Linked DNA regions of Triticum aestivum: region 2 is linked to region 1. Evidence: chromatin contacts called from public Hi-C data. All regions are on one chromosome and are shown on one strand. Each heading gives the region's core, a stretch centred on a gene start, on an enhancer-like site or on the middle of the called end of the contact. The rest is flanking DNA. Distances are from core to core; before and after follow the strand shown. Region 1 holds the start of LOC123183150. Region 2 has its middle 84 kb from the start of LOC123183154.

Region 1 (6,147 bases), core at 783-3,282:
GTTGAAGAAAAATGTTCCTGTGAAATCTTTCTCGAGTTGAAGAAAAATTCTAGATTTTGGTGATGCAAGTTGTAGTATCTGTGTACATAGTTCTACGTAGTTTCTATTGCTATGAGTTCAAGTGATAACTCAACTTATTGTTGTCACTTCTTACTGCGGTCACTACTGATAACTCAACTTATTGTTGTCACTTCTAGTACAGAGGTACTGAATGCTCACACATTTAACTTCGGTCTCGATGATCCTCGGAAATGGTGTCCCTGATGTCCCAGCCCCTCCACCACCCCGTGCACTGGCCCTCGACTTGAGGCCTGTGCTAGATCCTAGGGATTTCCAGAATAAATGGAGCCAACTAGCATTATCTTTTTCTCAGGTGCGTTGCTTTTAAGTTTTTGTCCCTGCTACATTTCATGATTATGGGCAGCGCAGCATACTCTTCTGTTATATGTTCCTCTAAATGGTTTCACTTGGTTTGAGATTATTATGATTTTACTTTGAGCCCGCCCTTGATATTCATCGCATTGATGAGTTTGACATTTGTAATTTAACAAACATTCTTCTCTTGTATGGTTTGTTGTGTTGTAGGAATGCTCTTTAACTCCACAAGGGGCAGCTTCTTTGATGAATCACCAATCGCTCATTCGTCATATGCAAAACAACTACATTCAATGCGTTGCTTCAGGCGGCCAGCCTCCAAACCACAAGTTCTTCTTTTATGGTCAGAAAGCTGGGGCTGCTGCTTTCTACTCCCTCCGTTCGGAATTACTTGTCACAAAAATGGATGTATCTACAACTAAAATACATCTAGATACATTCATTTCTCGAACGAGTAATTCCGAACGGAGGGAGTACCTTGTAGAATGCATTGTGAACCCAGCATCATCCAAGGCCCAGCTCAAAATTAAGGCCGACGATGGGGCTACTGCTGAGGCCTTTTCTACTTTGTTTCAATCAGTATTGTCTGAATTTGGGCTTTCTTGATCACGAGGACTAATTTTCTTCAGGGTTATGGTGGTTTAGATGGTGTGTAACCTTGTTACTGGAGTGGACCTGAATATCACCTCCGTTGATGTGGAGAGAATAGATAGTAATTTATTTGCGGGGAGCAATAAAGCAAGAGTATAGTCGACTTGTTCACAGGCACAAGTTTTTTGGAATTGAAAGTAGTACGTAACTACATACATATACACAAACACAAGCGTGATGATAACATCAAGTTAAAGTTAAGCGTCGGTCCACTTACACACACATCTTCTCCCTCTGCCCCTACACCTGACAAACCCTAACAAGCGTCGCCGCCCGTCGCCCCGTGGCCACAGTGGTGTGGAAGTGGATCCTGGGGAAGCATGACCGGGAGGCCGAGTAGTTGTCTTGCTCGTTGGGGCCAAGGAGGGACGCAGCCCAACTTCTCAATCTTGCCACCCGCTCCGTCATGGCAGCGGCCCCACATCGGCGTGGAGATATGCCAACGGTACTAGCTAGAACACGGGCACCCCGCTCCAATGGGGCGACGTGGACCTGTCGAACGGGTGGCCTTTGGGAGATCAACGTTTTTTGGATTTTAATTTTTATTCTCACTTAATTTACTTATGCACTATGGTCGGATGACCTGCGGAAAATTATGGAGCCGACATGCATCACACCATATCAATGGCATCTAGTAATATCAAATAAAAAAAATTGAATTTTCTTTTTAAATTTGACTTGGAGTTTCTTCACCCCTGTATTTTAAATCTGAAAATCCAACTCAGAGTTATAGTTCTGTTTCTCATCCTTTTGAATTGCTAGTTATTAGCCCCTCTCTCTCTGGAACGAAGTGCAGGTTGATGAGCTGCAACATTGGACAGAGAGGGGTGCAGCAGCTCTAGAACCCGGGCCAACAACAGCCCACAGGAGCGGACGATCGGCGAATAGTTATAGGATGGAAATCGATCGATCTCAGCCGTTGATCGAGGGACCCAAGGGAAGGAGCGAGGATCGCCGTCCGTTAACTGAACCCGATCATGTCTCGGCTTTTTATCTGAAGAATTCGACACTTCGTCAGGGGATAGCGTCCTGCGGCCTGAGCGAGATCAGGTCGCGCCTCCGCCGCCGCTCGCCGCTGGTCCGCCCGCTCGACGGGGGAGCTGGAGCTCGTCCGGCCTCCTTCTCCGCGCGCTGCCGAACGCCGCTCGCCCGGTCCCCGATTCGGGCCGCGCGCCCCCGGTTGCCCCCGCTCTCCCTCCCCTTTCCAGGACTCCGCCGCCGCCTCACCTAGCTCCTCTCCTGCCCGCACCGCGTCGCCTCGCCCCTCTGCTGGCCAGGACGCCGCCGGCCTCGCGTCGCGCCTCCTCGCGAAGGTTGGTTTTTCCTTTGGCAGTGGACAGTTCTTGGCTTCTTCCTTCTTGCATATGAATGTTGATTGCTGATCTGTGAGATGCCCTAGGTAGAGAGCCCTCGCTGGTTGCCTGCCGCTCCCCCAGCCGGCGATGGCCGCGCCGCCGCTCCGGCCGGAGGCGGAAGAGGGCAGCAAGGGCGCCGAGGTCTGCCTGTTCGACCAGTCGCAGGAGGATTTCTCCAGGGCGGTACGCGCCATCTCGGAGCTCGCCACCGGCGACCCCCAGCCGGGGTTCCCCGACGCCGAAGCAGAAAGGCTCGCCTCCTCAGTAACGTTCCTCAGGTAAAAACCACTCTCCTTTGCTCCCGCAATGCCGCGGTAAAATTGGCAAGTTTCAGTTTTGGGCTCGTCGGCCGAATGAACTTTTGAGTAATCCATGGAACATTAATTAAAAATATGAATGAAAATAGGAAAGTATGGAGTAAACTAGTAAAAAGAAAAGGAGAAGATATCTTGTGTTCTCCAATTAGGTATGCTGCGAATGTAACTGCAATGTGCTAAGATTATGGTTAAACAGAGTCATCAAATGTTTTTTGGATTCCATTCTGCCAGACATGTGATCTGTTGATAATGATAAATTTGTTATCTTCCCAGAGAATGGAGGCATTTCTCTTATGAGCCAAAAGGTGTTAGTTTTGTTTACGGCGCTGGATCAGCTTCATCCGGAGATGACACACCTGAGATAACCTTACCACAGTTCTCATCTGCATCTTTTCCTCAGGTTAGTAAAACTAGAACTGATTGCCGGCGCTAATTTGTGAGTCTAAATTCCCTGTTACAACATCAGAAGGCTTAGGCTTTTAGCTGATTTCTTGGATCATATAAGTGTGAATCAATGCAGGTCACACACTTGGAAGATGGGAGGGATAAGAATACAGACAGGTATTAGTTCTATATATAATCTAGACTTCCTCAACTTTCTAGAATCTACTTATGTTGTTACATGATTTTCCCTAACTAATTACTCAAGGTAGTATTGTTGTGGAGAGATACATTATGATTTAAGTTCCTCTGGTTCTGTTATTTGAAGTATTGAAGTTATGACCTAATGTATTCCGCAGACCAGTACCTATTCTCATCTTGTTGCTGGTGAAGGATTTCTACAGAAGTACAATAATTTCCTTGTTGTTTCACATGCAACATAACTTGATTTCAAATACACCTTTGACCCGAAAGGACTCTTTCACGCTCGCTCGCTCCAGCGAGCGACCCATCCGAAACTAGTCTTTCGGCCGACAGGCTGAACGCCTTGGGCCCCACCACATGGATGAGGTTTGAGCGCATGATACAGCTAGCTGATTAAGGCGTGCATTGCTGCAGGGGGGGGGGGGGGCTCTTATTTATCCAATTCCCCCACCTACTGCTCTAACGCCACTTTCCAAGTCGGGAGAAAACTACATGTCTGAAAGTGAGCGCTGCAACGCGCGCGCGCAAATTAGCATCTCCCCCTTTGGCCAGTACCTTTTCTAGTTATATACTAGTAAAGTTATTAGATAAAAATAATTAGTGATATGTACTTCCACTAACCCATATACAAATACCATTTGTGCTATTGTGTATATTAGTGATCAAAGCTTTAAATCTTTGACTGCACACTCTAAAAAGTACAGTTATTTGAGAATGCAAGCAGTATTCTCTTGGTCCAGGAGTGAGTTGGGTCATCAACTGCTGTCAACCCATGCAAGGTTCTGCTGCTCTTGGGAGATTTGTTGATAAAAAGAGAGACGTAGGCAATCCGCACAATAGCTTGTGTTGTTTCATTAATTGAAATATCAGTGGTGTCATAAATTAATGAGACGTGGATACGCTACTAAATTTGACCTTCCATATTTCTGCACTCTTTCACTTTTTTCTGTTACACTATCCATATGATTGTGGTGAACCATCTTGAGTGAACTGTGATTAAATATCTTAATAATTGTTGCAGTTCTGATTTCATTTTGTTCGCTGGGGGAAGTGTTTGGTCGCTGGACTGGTGCCCAAAGTTGTGCGACAAGCCTTGTTCTCGTGTAAATTGTGAGGTTGTGATCAACTGACTGATGGTCATGAACTAGTAGCTCTTTTGTTGTGAGTCATGATTCCAAAAAAGCTCATTCGTCATCTTATTATCCAATTTCTCCCTTGTAAGACTATCTGGAGAAATGTTTTGTTCATCGCCCAGATTTAGCAATGAGAAAAATGCCATTATAGTGGCTCCCAAACCCACATCTCAATGATATATTGATTTGTTTTACTCAACTGTATACTGTATGTTGGCATATAGAAATATGTCTAAGAAAACCTCAGGTCATCCATCAAAGTACTTTTCTCAAATGCATTTGCATACAGGCTCATTGCATGGTTTGCGGTTGTTTTTCAGTGTATGAATAGTAATTTTTAATTGCAAGAATTTACTTGGATATAAAAAAATATAACATGCTCACAATTTTCTATCTGTTGCAGTATCTTGCTGTTGCTGCTCATCCTCCTGGTTCTTCTTACCATAAGCTTGGTATGCCATTGATTGGCAGAGGTATCATTCAAGTTTGGTGTCTCGTAGCACCCTTTGAAGAGGCAGATCCTCATCAGTCAATGATTGCGTACAGTAAGAGCAATCGTAGAGGAAGGCCTAGAAAAATACCAGACGAGAATAACTCCATTGAGAGTTCATCAGTTCCTCGAAAACCGATAGGGAGACCAAGAAAGATAAAACTGACAACCACTGATGATTCCACAGAACCATGTCTGAAAAAACCAAGGGGCAGACCAAGAAAGATAGAACCAGCAACTACTGATGATCACGAAGAACCAAGTATGAAAAAACCAAGGGGGAGACCAAGAAAGATAGAACCAGCAACTACTGATGATCACGAAGAACCAAGTATGAAAAAACCAAGGGGGAGACCAAGAAAGATAAAACCTGCAACTGCTGATGATTATGCAGAACCAAGTCTGAGAAAACCAAGGGGTAGACCAAGAAAGTTAGAGCCTGCAACTGCTGATGATTACGCAGAACCAAGTCTGAGAAAACCAAGGGGGAGACCAAGAAAGATAAAACCTGCAACTACTGCTGATCATGCAGAACCAAGTCTGAAAAAACCAAGGGGCAGACCAAGGAAAACCAAGTGCAATGTCCATTTGAATGCTGCATCATTAGCACTTAGCTTGTGCAATGCAAATTACAAGGAAGAATCAAGTGCCCAACATAGAAAGAAGCCTGTTTCAACAGAGTGCAGTTCTTCAACCACATTCAGTGGCAAAGAACAAAACAATCAGCCAACTCCCAAACCAAGTGACAATGTGCTCTCAGTTGAAAAGTGCAAGAAAGAATTACTTGTCTACACCAGAAGGCGTGTACGACCTCCTGCAAAGAAATCTGCTCCGAATGAGACTTGCTCACTGGCTCTTAGTGGTGACGTACAGAAGATGGAGACATCCTACACATCCATCATGCCAAATAATCATTTGTCTTCTGTTGAGAATCCCAAACTATTGGGTTCATCTATGAGTGAAGACATGGCTAATGAGGCTGGTTTGGTGGGATGTAAGAGCACAGTTGTTAACCGTGAGGTCATGGAAATGAATGATGGTGAGGCTGCCAATCAAGTTGTCCATGCTCCTTTTGAAGATAGTGCCCGGATGATAGTTGAAGTGGAAAATACAGAAGTAGTTCAAATAAAAAAATCAAGTCAAAATGATAATATAATTACTTGTGCAGAAAACCCAAACCTTTCTGCAATCCCCAAGGGCATTCATCTACCAAGGGCCGTCTTGTGTTTAGCTCATAACGG
Region 2 (6,099 bases), core at 1,424-3,923, 150 kb before region 1:
CGATGGAGCATACACCGACCCGATCCGATCCGCGGTAATTGTTAATTTACCTAACACCTGGTTCACATGCATGCATATGCTTTGTCAAGGGAAATGTCAAAAGAAGAAGATAATATGTTTTTGACTCGTTGGACACATAGAACAACCGCAATTTATCTATATTGTTTTTCACACCCCAACCTCCTCATCCCTTTGGATGTTACACCCAGCCCCCACACACAGACAGAAGAAACACAAGGAGGCACAAAGTTGAGCGATAGTGACAGAAATGTCGGTCACGCGTGCAATTCAATTCATGCAAGCACGTTGCTTAATCAAGCAACAAACTTTTATTTCGATAAAGGGTGGATTGTATTGACTCAAAATGAAGCATCAAGGTGATACAAACACAATGAGCGCACACCCGGACTCTGCATAGTTAGAATGCACATAGCCGGAAGAGCAAAGCTAAATACAGATGCTACTTTTTCCTGGTGGAAACTGGGGAAGCATGGGGCGGCACCGTAGCCAGAGACCACAAGGGCCATGTGTTTTTGTTAGTGGGCCGGCAGCTACCGCTTTGCAGTTCGATTGAAGAAGCAGAGACTGCAGCTGCAGTGATGGGGTTAACTGAATTTGCCAAGTACTTCAATGGAAGCCTGATCTTGGAGACAGACTGTGCCGGAGTAGTGCGGGAGCTAAAGGCAGAGGAGAGGTGTAGATCGGCCTACCATGCTTGTGTAACCGATGCAAAGAACCTCCTAATGAGCTACGCCAATACAGAAATCAGTGTCATAAGCAGGGAGAAAACAAGCTGGCTCATGAGCTAGCCGCATGAGCACGGAGAGCGGGAGACTTTTTGCCGCTTTCTGATGTCCTGGCTGATATCAAAGATGTAATGTGGAATGAGTATGCACCCACCATGGTGTACTCTGTAGCCATGGTTTCTCAAAATATAAAAACCCATTGAAAATAGTAAAGTCATCTAAGACCAAAGCCCTGTCAAACGAGGCAAAAAAAACCCCAAAGTAATCAAATCCGCGATCGACAAATAACAATTATGGCCATAGCCGCACCAACCATCTCATGACATCATAAGGGCAACCAAGATCTTCAACAGCAACGCCTTCCAGAAGGGAGCGACGCTCAAGCGCCACCGTCATCGCATCCAACCACCAAAATCTAGATTTTAGGTTTTCACCTGAACATATACGAACAATGCCTTCAACAAGGGAACGATGCAAAAACATCGCCATTGTCAGCTATAACCAACTTGGGTCAAACCTAGGTTTTCACCCCAGAGCTCGTTGAAGTCAATCATGTGTTGTCGCCACCACTTTTGCTCTATCCCATCGGTTGCATGCGCTGGCTAGCCGACCACCGCTGCTGCACAACCATACCCTCTGTGTCAAGCCGTTGTGTGTAGGTTGCATCACACGTCGAAGACAACCACCGGATCCGGAGAGAGGAACTCTCACAAAGATCTTTCGATGGCCACCAATCAGAGGATCTGCCGCTACAATTCGGTGCGATCACCGTTGCCATCACGGCTGCCTGAGATGTAGAACCGGATCCGGCGAATCATACGCTTCATGCGATGGATGGGCAAACGACTCAATCTGCCGCCGCGTCAATGCTACATACGCCGCTAGTCGCCGCCCTGGGAGACGCAACTGATGCGGACAACCGCTGACCTGACCAAGGACCGGCGACCATGGGCACCCTCAACTGACCTCGAACTGGGCATGGCAGGACGTTGTACATGGCCCCTGCCTCATAGGTGATGGTTGGATCTGTGTGAGCACCATCCCTCACCGGTTCCCCCATCTGGACCCAATCAGATCTGGGTAGGGGAAGGCAATAGGCATTGGTCGGCGGCCGGCGGGCTGGATCAAGGCACCATGTGCGAGACAGGAGCCCATCCGAAACACGACAGAGAACAGCCGGTCGGTGTTGACTCACTCAGGGAGGAGAAGGAGACGATCTCGAGCGTTGTAAAGGAGAGAAGCCCCGCCGCCGCCGTACGCCACGCGGGGCATTGCCCGGCGGCTCCAACCGGCGGCGGCGAGGGGTTAGGGAGGAGGCGGAGATAAATGGCCTCCCGTGCCGCCTGGGAGGGCGACGCGGGGGCTAGTTGCCTTTCCCAGTACCTCAAGCAACAAACATGCGTTGCCAAATGATGCAAACCAAAGACATCCTACATCTACATGTGGGCAATGTCACCCGATACGTCAACAGTAAGTTAGGGCAAAGTCGGCGCCGACATCTGAAACTTGAAGCCAGATTAACTTACGTCGACAGTAAGTTTAGGTGTGGCTAGAGTGATCCCTACTGTCTGATGCTGATGCGGGGCGCGCAGAAATCCCTAGGCAAGCGAAGCGAAAATTTGGAGACTATTATCCAGAGGCTATTATTTTCATATAAAAAATCCAGAGACTATTGTTGTCGTAGCACAAGACGCACGCTCGTTCATCCCTTCAACCTATCGAGCTCGAGACAACGTACTACTCGTGTACTACTACTGCTACGAAATGAAGGCAGGACGAAATCATGAAAGAAACTGCAGTCTAGTCTAGTCCAGTCTAGAAAAGAATGGAAAACAAGCAAGTTGACCTGATTAATAATGGGCGACCCGGCATTTGTGTTGTGCGTACACATACACAATACAATAGATGGATCGATCGTTGACAGCGACCAGGCAGTAGTGCGGGGCGCCTGCGCGCGTGGATCCCTTGTCTCGTGCAAAAACAAGAAAAGTATACGTGTGGATGGATCTCGTGATTCTCGTTGATTGGAACGGCGCGTGTTTCTTCAAGAGAAAAGCCGCGATTCTGCTCCGATTCTCTGAGATTAACAAACCGAATTACCACCACAGGCCCTTTGTCTGTTCCCGCGGTCCGTAGCGCAGATCTGCAGAGCGGCTGATTCTCCGACGTGCAGTGCAGTAAAGTACTCCATCTTGTGCCTCGAGAGAGCACGATGGGCACGAGAGCGCGTCCCTGGCTGGTGGTAGCTGCTTTGCACCAAGAGTTGGACTTGGATCCGATCGATCAGAGAGGGGCCGCGGCCGCATGTGCAGGCTGTCTGCGCCGCACGTACCACCAAGGCCGGGGCCGGGGATGCACGATGCATGGCAACGAAGCTTCCTGAAACTTTTGCAGCATACATGCGGCACAGAGGAGCAGGTACGTACGGCGAGGCCGTGCCGCTCTGAAGCTTCCGGAATCTGGGGAAAACACAGCTACCCTAGCAGCAAGGACTGGCTCTACCTTGTCAGCGCTACGTCCAAGCAAGTCGATCTCTCTCACCGCATGCGTAGCTAGGTGCAAGTTGTAGCCAAGTGAAGGACCCAAGAACGGACGGACTTATGTGTTTTCTTTTCACCGTCGGCGTATATACGAATTGTTTAGGTTATCCATGTCATGTCAACACCATACTATCAGATTAGGTTATCGATACATGAAAGGATCGTCCATAGGGATCAGGTGAGTTGACGTGTGATCCATCATCGAATCTGCCAGTTTTATTTGCTGACAACATCGGCACGCACGGGCCCAGCTTGCTGCCTGTGTGTGATGGTTGAACCCCGTGTCATTGGACGATGGCGACCACACCGACCCTGTAATTGTTAATTTACCAACCGCGTGGTTCATGCATGCTTGCTAGTTAGTACAGTGTCAAAGAAAAAGAAAGCATGCGCAATGTCAAAAGGAAAAGATGACAAAAGTAAACTGTGAAAGAGAACTTGAAAAGAGCTATGCCTAGCGACATCCCCATGTATTCATGAGAATATCTAGCCAACACTAAGATGCTTCCATGTCGGAAATTCGTAGGGGCACACACATGCCCATTCGTGTCGGCCAATCTGATTGCCTCGTAATCCGCAAAATCGTTTCATTCCTGGAAATGCATGCTATTAATAGGTAGGGGTACCTACACACTAATAGCAGGCATTTTCACACATCGTCCCTACCTATTAAGACATCTATAGCCGAACCTCTATACATTCAGACGGACGGTCCGGTCAATGACCGATCACAAAATTACGATCCAGCCACACCCCTCTTACCGGACCTATATGTTCGGGCTGATAGATACCCTTCGGCAAAATTTCGTGTTTTGACCCTTCTGGCATACAAATTCAGGATCTGACCCCAGTTGGGAAATATTTTGGGATTTGACCCTTTTTCTTACCACCAGGGGTGCTGGCGGTAGGGTTAGACAGCCTACCAATCCACGTCAGCACGTGGAGACAACCGCCGTCCCCCTCCGTCGCACCCTACCGCCAGGGTCCCTGGCGGTAGGCTGTCTAACCCTACCGCCAGCACCCCTGGCGGTAGGGTGCGAGCAGTTATTTCCCCCGAGACCCCGCGCCCCTGCCCATCTCCCCACCCCTCCCCTCCCCCGTCGGCAGTTCTTCTTTTTCCCCCTCGCCCCTCTCTCCCTCTCTCATCTCCTCCACTCCCCCCCGGGTCTTCACCGTTTCGTCATCGTTTTTGCGGATCGAGATGGCCCCGAAGAGAGAAATGTAAGCTCCTCTGATCCCTCCAAGTAGTTTTTGCAAACTTGCTTCCGATTCGACGCATTATTTGCTTGAAATCCCTCATATTTTTGAACTTAGATTAGAATTTTTTTTGACCTAGGATTGTTTTAGCTTCATTCTAGTTCTAGTTCTTAGTTCTTTAGTAACTAGTGGTATTGAATATGAACTCTAATCAATAGTTCATATGTTAGTGTGAAGATGAACCCTAGTTCATAATTTTTTTTGTTAAAAAAATTATGATGTAATGCATGTGGGAGGACTTGTTTTGTTTTATGATGCATGTTGATATGATGATATGAAGATGTTGTTTGGAGAAAATACATTCAAGATGAACTCTATTTCAAAAAAAATTGTTAAAAAAAAATGATGATATGATTCATGTTGGAGGATTTTATTTTGATATGATGCATGTTGATATGATGTGATCCATCATGTGTAGTAGATGTTGTTGGAGGAATATGCATGTTGGAAGATGAACCCTAGTTAATGTAATCAAGAAATTTCTTTTTTTTGTTTATGTATGCTTATGCTTATGATGCTTTTGTTTATGAAATTTTATTAAGGCGGGCACCTCTTGCGGACAGCAGCGGCCCACGGTACTCCATGCTTGACTACGCATTCGACAAGGGTCATCATGCCCGTTTCATAGAGAACGGAGTGGTAAGTAATATGAAGGAAATATTGATCAAAGTTTTCGGATTGATGAAAATAAGTTCCTAACTATTGTCGTCCACTTTTTGACAGATGCTCCAGCCACTGCGCATGAGGGATCACGAGGTTGCCGGGAATATGGACTACGACGAGCGCTACGCGCCGTACTTCAAGAGAGCCCGACTGTTGGGTTTCGTGTTGCAGTTCAAGCGTCAGCCACCGATGCTTGTCCACGCAGCTCTGACAGCTTTGATTGATCGGTGGCGACCGGAGACCCATTCTTTCCATCTCCCATGCGGGGCGATGACAGTGACCCTCGAGGATTGGTCGATGATTACTGCCATGCCGATCGAGGGTCAAGCACTCACCGGGCGAGTGGAGAGGACCAACTGGCATCAGAGGGTTACCACCCTCGTCGGCGACTGCCCCGGTGCTAAGGGTAACCGTACATCCGGTGTATCGTTGCCCTGGCTATCGAAGCACCGGAAGACATGCCCCGAAGACGCCGATGAGGCGACTGTGGAGTGGTACGCGAGGGCCTACCTGTGGTATCTTCTCACGGAGGCCGTGTTTCCAGACAGCTCGGGGAACTCTGCCAACTGGTCGTATCTGTTCTTCCTAGCCGACTGGGATGCAGGATGCGGTTGGGGGTCCACATCTCTCGCCTACCTATATCGTTCGGTAAGAGAGTATCTCATTGCCAACCTACGAAAGTATGTCCATGACATTTTGTTATATCTGATCCTCATTTGATGTTTTGCAGCTTGACAACGCAACCCAGAGGACGGGAGACAAGTCCAATATGGGTGGATTTGTCTGGGCCCTCTCCATTTGGATGTGGGAGCGGCTGCCGGTGGGGCGTCCGGAGAAGAAGCCAAGACGCCCATGGGACGCAGACATTTGAAGGGTCGTCAGTCACTATGCAT

What was found. Hi-C and Micro-C count contacts between places; a contact is called where the count stands out from the background.
Region 2: a contact with region 1 is called in a Hi-C map of leaf, with 4 times the contacts expected there. The contact joins the enhancer-like site here to the promoter of LOC123183150 in region 1. A contact is called at or near these places in 2 of 5 Hi-C or Micro-C datasets (both in leaf).

The regions. Positions count from the first base shown.
Region 1 is chr1D:474,268,071-474,274,217 of IWGSC CS RefSeq v2.1, reverse strand. It overlaps LOC123183150, which reads left to right and starts at 2,032. Exons shown (of 16, transcript XM_044595892.1): 1 at 2,032-2,339; 2 at 2,426-2,659; 3 at 2,972-3,098; 4 at 3,219-3,259; 5 at 4,305-4,398; 6 at 4,820-6,147. The coding sequence starts at 2,469. It overlaps LOC123183151 (a long non-coding RNA gene), which reads left to right. Exons shown (of 7, transcript XR_006492459.1): 6 at 198-373; 7 at 586-1,137.
Region 2 is chr1D:474,414,840-474,420,938 of IWGSC CS RefSeq v2.1, reverse strand. No RefSeq gene overlaps it. Among protein-coding and RNA genes, the nearest start is that of LOC123183154, 84 kb to the left of the region's middle. Within about 2 kb of position 2,673, at least 2 of the 8 cell types and tissues checked have an H3K27ac peak or open chromatin away from gene starts, as enhancers often do. A contact at or near this core is called in leaf, where this site is marked.